Linked DNA regions of Anas platyrhynchos: region 1 is linked to region 2. A link is a contact called in public Hi-C data. All regions are on one chromosome and are shown on one strand. Each heading gives the region's core, a stretch centred on a gene start, on an enhancer-like site or on the middle of the called end of the contact. The rest is flanking DNA. Distances are from core to core; before and after follow the strand shown.

Region 1 (4,472 bases), core at 1,428-3,927, 83 kb after region 2:
TGCCTCTTCCATTACATTAATTTGCTTCCTTACCCTTCCCATCATCTTCCAAACTGTTCCAGACTGACAGCCATCTATTACTGTCTTGAGACACAGCCATTGTTTTACCATCCATCCCGACTTCTCTAAGATATTCTTAAACCACACAATACCTTCAAACATTCTTCCCTTAGAATTCCAGGTAAACCATCACAGTCTGTCCCCTCATCTTCATGATGGGGTGAGGTGGATTCCAAGCTTACAAACACATAGGCAAAGATGCATGCAGGGACATGTTGTGTTCTGCTATTGGGCTTTTGAGTGGACATGTTGTCCCACTCACCCATTCAGGACCATTACAGTTTTCTCTTGACTCCTGCAAAACCCTTTATTGTGTCCCTCAGTACTCCCCTGGTTCTATAGCATCTTTTCACCGCTGTTGTATCCTGAGGACCTCTCCTGGAATTTTACTGTAACAGGATTACTCCACACCTAACTCAAGTGCTGCCATGATCGCTACTGCCTCCCCATGCCCAAAATGCAGAACTGCAGCACCCAGCTCTGCTCATGCACAGTAGCAGTGCTGTACTCTCTGCACCATGGCGGCAGTAAGAAAGCATTTCATTTCAGCATAAATGTTAGTGGCACCAGGTAAGTGTTGGGACCACCAGTGCAGCTAGCGAGACCTTTTGGCAGTGGTGGGCTCAGGGGTGTCTCCTGAATGCCCCAGGATGATGTGATGGAGACGCTTGGTGCCAGGGGACTGCGGGGCACAGCCTGCTGGGTGTGGGCAGGGGTTGTGGGGCAGGGGCAGCCACTGCTGTGGTCTTTCCTATGGCCTTGTGCAGCCCTGGGTGGCCATGCACACAGGGAGCCAGGAGCCCCAGAGCAGGGTGGGTGTACAGTGGCTTGTGGGCTGGGTCTGCCAGGCACACTTGCCTGGGAGAACTATGAAAGGTTCCCTGTCAGTTGAAGTTGGGGCAGCCCCAGGGAAAGAGTGGAGAACTGGCAGAGGGGAGGATGGTAAAAAGATATTAGTCTCATCCCCCCCTCCCCCCCAATTACAGATGCTGGATGCCTCCCCACCTCCTCAGAGCTTCCATGGAGACTCCCCCAACACTGGTTGCCCTGCATGGCTGTCTCTAGCTCCAGGACCAACCTTGAAGCAGGTTTGAGTCAATTTGGGAAAGAGCAGTACAGAAATTCATACAGAGGGAAGGGTGCTAGCCTAAAATAGATTTGGATAATACCCGTTGATAACAGTTGTGTGTTCTCTTCCTCTTTCAGGGCTAGCAGTGAGGGCTAAGTTATACTCTTCTCTGCTGTGGATGTCACCGACTCCATCTGATTTAGATTTGCAGGATTTTGCCTCACTGTTGTAGTGGCATGGGTGAAATGAGGAAGGTGGACTCATCGCTCACTTTTGACAGAAACTGCTGTGGCTGAAGATAAGACCAGCAACAAATAAGACAGATGAAGACTGAAATGAAGTGGGTGTGGCTGGAAGCTGCCTCTACCTGCAGACAAGAAAGCTGTTGTCTGTGGGGGAAGAAGGATCCCTCTTAGCTGTCCTTAGCAGACTGGGTCACCAGCATCCATGGCATGATCTGTGTATGTCATTAAAAGTGCTGTATGGTTACATACCGGGTATGTGCGAGACACTAGTTATTTATGAATTCTAATGTTACCAGAGTTATAAGATGCCAGTGCATTCTCTTAGGTGGATGACAGACAAGCAATGGGATCTGCAAAGGAGGAAGCTGGCAGAGAGACCAAGCAAGAAGCTTCTTCAACATCCACCATCTCCCACTGTACCTATCCATCCATGCCTCTGGCTCCCTACTCCCCTCTCTTTCCCTTTTTCTTCTTCTGTCACTGCTATCTGCATCTGTCTCATCTTCCCCTGCAAATCACTGTTCTGCTGCCTGCCCCATTGTTCCTTGCTATACCCACCTGTCTAGATGGTGCTTCTCTTTTTCGCTCTTTACGCCTCTGTCCTGCTCCCTGGCCTTATTTTTCCTTCCTCCAGCCCTGCTCCATGGTAACAGAAAGCAACACATCAGCATGGGACAGATGAGTGCTGATCCAGTGCTGATTTCTGAGGTTAAATGGGGGAAAATGGGTGCATAGGGACCATCAGCCATGCAGCGGCCTCACTCCAGGCACTGATGTGCATGAATAAACAGCTGCTTTATTTATTGCACTCCTGTGTTTGCAGTCCCTTTGCACAGAGTAAGTGGCTGTCACTATGTTCAAGGAAGCAGGTTAAATAGTGCATGTGTGTGTGTGTGAATGTATTAGGTGGTGGCCCAGCATTCCTGAAGGGTGGCAGCTGCTGGATGGGTCTGGAAGAGCCCCTGTTAGAGGCAGAAGGGGATGGCCCTACTGTGTAAAGGGGCTTTGGAGCTGTTCTCTGACAAAGGAGTAGTTGCCAGCTCTTGTGGACAGAGTCAGGGTGACTGTGGTTGGGCTTTCATGAGACTACTGGGGCCTGTGGAGATGGCACAGGAGGCGCTGGGTCCACCTGGGAGACAGCTGTGGGACTGGCTGTCCTGAGGGAAGGCTGGGATAGGCGTCGAGAAGCTACAGGGAGGGTTGTGCCAAGATGGACACAGAGGCAAGAGGTGTCACACCAGGTTCTGCATGGCTTCCGCATTTGGTAGCGGAGTGCGTGGGTGTGGGAGGGTGTGCTGCTGTAGGGTCAGAAAGTATTGAGTCCTGCAGCATGCTGGGAGTTGTAGTCTTTGGGCTTCCAGCCAGCCTCTGTAGTTTCCAGTGCATGCCATGAGTAGTTGTCATTTGCTTTACTGCCAGTAAGTAGCCGCACACGGCAAGGGCTAATTTTTCTCCTTTGAGACGGAGGTGAGAGGTGCAGTCTCCCACCAGCTTCGTGTCTTTTTTGCACAGTTCCCGTTGAAATCATTAGAAGCAGATCAGAAAACGTAAAGCACTGCGTGACACGCATGCGCAGTAGCTGTTACAAACTCACTTGTGCCACCTTGTGATCAAAAGTCGCAAACACAGCATCTTCCTGCGCATAGCTCGGGCAGCACAGCACTCACTGCTGCTCTCTGGTGAGCAAAACGCAGCACATGCAAGAGCCAGCACGGCGCGCATGCGCCCCAGAGGCAACGAGAAGTGCAAGCAAGAACAAAGGCAGAGCGGCGAGCATGCGCAGCAGTGCCTGCACTCAGGCATGCACAGTAAGTGCCGGTACGCGAACGTGGGTGGTAGTGCCGACGATCGGACATGTGCAGTTGTGCTGCCTCGGGAGTGTACGCAGCAGTGCCCTGCGAGCATGTGCAGTAGAATCCCCTCAAGATTATGTGCAGTAGCACTGCTGCTCGGGCATGAGTGGGAGCATAGCTGGGAGGTTAACATGCAGTCTGCTCCATCTCTCCCTGGAAATTTCACAGGGCTCTCCAGTGTGCTCTAGCATCCCCTAGATGCATCCCAGTGCACTCTAGAGGCCCTCAGTATCGCCCCCACCCCTGCCGGATGCCTGCTCTGCAGGCATCCCAGAGCCCTCCAGTGTACTCTAGAGAGCACCAAAGATCTCTCAGTGCATGCTAGGGCTCCCCCAGAAGGCTGCCAGTGCCCTCACTGTGTTCTAAAGTGATTAAGGAGACATTGGGGAAGCAAGGATAATAGACATTGGGGAGGCAAGGACAATCCCCAGACAAGGACTGTATATCTCTAAACAAGACACTGGAACTCATAATAAGGAAGCGGCAGACGGACAGAGAAACAAATGGAAGGACTATAAATATCAAAACTGGACATTGGAATTCATGATAAAGATACAACAAGCAGAATAATCAGCAAAAGCCAGTTCTTGCAATTAAGAAATGTGCCAACTCAGCAGAATCCAGACCAAAGGTGAAAAGTACAGTGAGGAAGACTCGGGTTTCTCCCAAAGACCACTGCCCACGTCCCGAAGACCCCTGCCCGCAATTCTTGGGAGGCTCTATGCAGGCACAAGGTGCCAAAAAGCTAATTAGCATGAGAAATGAGGGAAGGCAGGGATAGGTGATGAATATGTATAGGCACTTGTAGAATATTAGTAGATTGATTGTATAAATTCAAGACTGCTTTCCGCTTTGGGTATGCACGATAGGTGGAAAGATCCCCCGTGCATCCAGCGCTGCAATAAAGAATATAACACTTAAAGGAATTTCAGCTTCGATCTTTGAATCAGAAGCCTCCTGGACATCTCACAGGTCTCTCCAGTATACTGTAGCACCACTTAAAAGTCTCCCAGAGCTTGTTTTCCCCCAGTCTTATTTTTTAGGTTAGGGTTTTGAGCATCCTATTTTTTGGGTTAGGGTTTTGAGCATCCTAATTTTTTGGGATAGGGTTTTGAGCATCCTAGTTTTTGGGTTTGGGTTTTGAGCATCATAATTTTTAGGGTTTGGGTTTTGAGTGTCCTATTTTGGGGGTTTGGGTTTTGAGGGCACATTTTAGCGCGGCGCCGCAGGGCACATTTTAGCCCT
Region 2 (4,240 bases), core at 1,105-3,604:
ACTTAAAAAAAAAAAAAAAAAGTTAAAAAAAAAAGTATAAAAAGTTGAGCTGACCTATGGAGTCTGCTCCTGTAGTATTGCTCTTGCTCCAGTTCTGTCCTTTCCCTGTATAGTATGATGCCCTTAAAATTATTGCTATTGTAGAAATGCAACAAATAGTTTTTAACAGCATTTCTATAAAGTGTCTGTAATGAACATAAAATGCTTTGGTTTGGAAGGGACATAAAGATCCCCTAGTTCCACAACCCCCGGCCATGGGCAGGGACACCCACCACTTTTTGCTCAAAGCCCCATCCAACCTGTCCTCAAACACTTCCTGGGATGGGGCATCCACAGCTTCTCTGGGCAACCTGCTCTATTGCCTCACCACCCTCATAGTAAATAATTTCTTCCTACTATCAATCTAAACCTACCCTCATTCAGTTTAAAGCCGTTACCCCTTGTTCTATCACTAAACCCCCTGACAGGCTCCCTCCCCAGCTTTCCTGTAGGCCCCCTTTAGGTACTGGAAGGCTGAACAAGGTCTCCATGGAGCCTTCTTTTCTCCAGGCTGAACAACCCCAGCTCCCTCAGCCTGTCTTCATAGGAGAGGTGCTCCAATCCTCTGATCATCCTTTTGGGTCTCCTCTGGACTTGCTCCAACAGGTCCATATCCTTCTTGTACTGGGGTATTCCAGGTGGGGTCTCACAAGAGCGAACTAGAGAGGGAGAATCACCTCCCTCACCCTGCTGGCCATGCTGCTTTTGATGCAGCCCAGGCTACAGCTGGCTTTCTGAGCTGCAAGTGCACTTTGCTTGCTCATGTTGAGCTTCTTACCAGCCAACACCCCCAGGTTCTTCTCACGGATGCTCAATCCATTCTCTGCCTAGACTGTTGTCCACCCAGATGCAGGACCTTGCACTTGGCCTTTTTGAACCTCATGAGGTTTGCACAGGCCCACATCTCAGGCCTGTCAAGGCTGTTCTGGATGGCATCCCTTCCCATCGGTGTGTCAGCTGTACCGCACAGCTTGTTGTCAATGGCAAACTTGCTGAGGGTGCACTCAATCCCACTGCCTAGGTTACCAACAAAAATGTTAAATAGCACAGTCCCAATACCAACCTCTAAGGAGCCCCTTTAAGGTTTATTTTATAATAAATGAATTCAAAAATAATTTTATAAAAAATAAATTTGAAGACTAAGAAGATAGTATAGGCCATCCAGTAGACCCCATGCTTTGTAACTTATTACAGAATTTCAGAGGTTTGGGTAAAAAGTAAATAGATATCTATCTTCTGCCAAGTTTGGAAAGCATATATAAATTTATTTGGGTAAGGATTTAAGCTTCCATTTCTCTCATTCCTCAAGTATTCATTGTTCTTCAGAAATTAGTGGAATGTAGTGGACAGGGGCATATATCTACTCTTTACTACAGGCATTTTAATCTAATTTATGTATCTAATACATACTGCTGTCAATAGAGTACACCAGTAGAAACCCTGATCACCTGAATCCTCCATGTTTTTATTAGCTTTTGGAAAGCTTCTCTCTTGCATTTTTTTTTTTTTTTTTTTGCTGTTCAGTTGAAATCAGAACTTAGAGCATATGGGCAATAAAAAATGTCACATTGTAGTAACCCCATAAATGGCTACAGAACTATATGCAGGAGAACCTGTCTGGCTGCATGCTTAACCTTTTGGGTGCCAGGAGTTACCCCAAGACCACAGGTAGGCCAATGCTGCTGTAGTTTGATTGCTCTGAGATAAAAATCACTGTACTTCATTCAAAGCAGTGATTAAAAAAAAAAAGTCTCAAAGTGAATTGGACTTGTAAATGGGAATAAGGTTTAGTAACCTTTTAGACAGAAAATTGGATAAACAAAGAGGAAGGATTTACTTTTATTGCCTTCTTGTTTCTTTTTTTAAAACCAGCAACTTATTTTTACCAACCTGAAATAATTAATGTAGTCCCACAAATGCCACGAGACAGAACAATAATTACTGTAATTTCACAAGATGTTTCCCTATATATCTTTCCTTGACTGTTTTGCTCTCTAATTGTATATAACCAGATATAAAATTTCTTGTTCCAGAAGACTGTGATCAACTCTTGGCACGCTTGTATCACACTGATTAATTTCTAGAATTTATAATTGAATATGATTGTCATATTCATATTCATTTGTGGTTGTCCTGGTTTCAGTTAGGACAGAGTTAATTTTCTTCCTAGTAGCTGGTAGAATGCTATGTTTTGGCTTAGGATGAGAAGAGTGCTGATAACACGCTGATGTTTTAATTATTGCAGAGCAGTGCTTACACCAAGCCAAGGACGTTTCAGCTTCTCACTCTGTCCTGCCAAAGGGCAGGCTGGGGGTGCAGCAGAAGCTGGCAGGAGACAGACCCAGGACAGCTGTCCCAAACTAGCCACAGGGGTATTCCATACCATCTGGGGTCATGCTGAACAATATATAGGGGTGGCTAGCCAGGGTGGGGGGGCCAAACTGCTTGGGGTTAGGCTGGGCATCAGTCAGTGGGTGGTGAGCAATTGCATTGTGCATCACTTGTTTCATACACATTATTATTAGTAGTAGTATTATCATCATTATTGTTATTATTATTACTGTTATTATTATTTTCCTGTCTTAATAAACTGTCTTTATCTCAACTCACAGGCTTCACTTTCCCATTTCTCTCCCCCATCCCAGAGAGGGAGGGGGGAGGATGAGCGAATGGCTGTGTGGTGTTTAGCTACTGGCCGGGTTAAGCCACAACAGTGGTCAGTTAGGAACCAGATATCAGAGCTATGTAATCATGTTCCTCAAATGTACAACCTACAGAATACTCAGCCACAGGAGTCAGATATTTTCATTAACTCATCTCAACATATCAAGTACTGGTTAATATTCACTGTTACTGTATTATTATATTGTGTTGATTTATTATATTACTGGACAACTTATGCCATCTGCATGGGAAAGAGAACTTACCTTTTAGGATATAATAGTGTTTACCTCTCTAGTAGGAGTTTTCTTTGTCTCTTATGTATGGTACTGCTTCCCTAAGCTGTGTAGCTGAGGAAAACAAGGTAAATCTAAACGAAGATCCATGATAAGTTATTAGAAGGTCTTTTTCCTTGATTCTTTTTTTTTTTTTTCAGTAAAATAAGCTGCATCAGTTATTAGTACCTCTTACTGCATACAGGGAAGAATCAAGTGAAGTAAATTAAATGGCAATAAATCTTGTGTTAGCCAATGTTTTCTTTGACAAATGGGTAATGTCATGGAGTCTCTGTAACAAATGTATTGATGACATCAAGGTGCAAAAAGCTGCCAGAATAGTGGAAGACAGAAGTAGAATTGCTGGCAGATGAGGGGAAACCTCTAAAAGAATAGTTGTAACTTTAAAATGACAAGAGGGAACTATTTATTTATTTATTTATTTATTTATTTATTTTGGAATAAGCATCATAGCATCATCACACACTCAGGATTGGAAATAAATGTCTGGGTAAAATATGTATTGAAGAATCAGGGAGAAACTGCAATTTGAGCAGAAAATCTTGTAGGGAAGGAGGCATATGTACTGCTTGTTATGGACAGATCACAGTTTGTAAGATGAGCATGATCATTAATACTCATATAGCCTTTTCTGCTCCTCAGGAAAGATGGGGTCTACTCAGAAACAGTCCAGACCAAGTTTAATCTCTCTTATTCCTCTTCTGAATTGTAAATACACGATAACTCCATAACATTTCCTTTATATATCCAATGTATGCATCAAATTGTTTCTCTGTGAACTCTGCAAACAAATATTACAAAGAACATTAATATGGTGCAGCCCAGATGGAGTGGTATCTGACTCTGAATGTAGACAACAAATACACAAATGACAAAAGTAGGATGAATATAGAAGCTTACTTTCTCATAGCACTGTGCTCAAAATATTGCTGTCTTTTTTTCTAGTTGTCTTGTTTCAGTTTCTTAGAAATGTAGGAAGCCTAAATTCATTTCACCAATACTTACAGTTAGCAGTCAAAGGCCTTTTTCATAGGTGTCTTCTGCATTTCTGGACTAGTTAGATGAGTTTTTGTGGATGCTGGTTTAAGGTGGTGATTCAGAATGCCTTTGAGAACATGACTTTGCTTGTGGTGTTGTTTGAATTATGTTTGAAATCACAGGATTTCTCTTGCTGCTGATGTTGGTTCATATCTGGTTTTCTTTTTAACTTTCACAGGTCCTTGAGAATTAAGCATTTCTGGCTA

Evidence for each region. Hi-C and Micro-C count contacts between places; a contact is called where the count stands out from the background.
Region 1: a Hi-C map of small yellow follicle shows a contact between it and region 2, with 2.7 times the contacts expected there. The contact joins two enhancer-like sites. A contact is called at or near these places in 3 of 8 Hi-C or Micro-C datasets (F5 follicle, small yellow follicle and subcutaneous adipose tissue).

The regions. Positions count from the first base shown.
Region 1 is chr27:9,359,379-9,363,850 of IASCAAS_PekinDuck_T2T, forward strand. LOC119712954 (a long non-coding RNA gene) reads left to right here. Exons shown (of 10, transcript XR_011805121.1): 9 at 1,047-1,148; 10 at 1,267-1,622. Among named protein-coding and RNA genes, the nearest start is that of NGF, 38 kb to the left of the region's middle. Within about 2 kb of position 2,678, at least 7 of the 8 cell types and tissues checked have an H3K27ac peak or open chromatin away from gene starts, as enhancers often do. A contact at or near this core is called in small yellow follicle, where this site is marked.
Region 2 is chr27:9,276,612-9,280,851 of IASCAAS_PekinDuck_T2T, forward strand. All of the region lies in intron 4 of LOC119712954 (a long non-coding RNA gene), which reads left to right. Among named protein-coding and RNA genes, the nearest start is that of TSPAN2, 12 kb to the left of the region's middle. Within about 2 kb of position 2,355, at least 3 of the 8 cell types and tissues checked have an H3K27ac peak or open chromatin away from gene starts, as enhancers often do. A contact at or near this core is called in small yellow follicle, where this site is marked.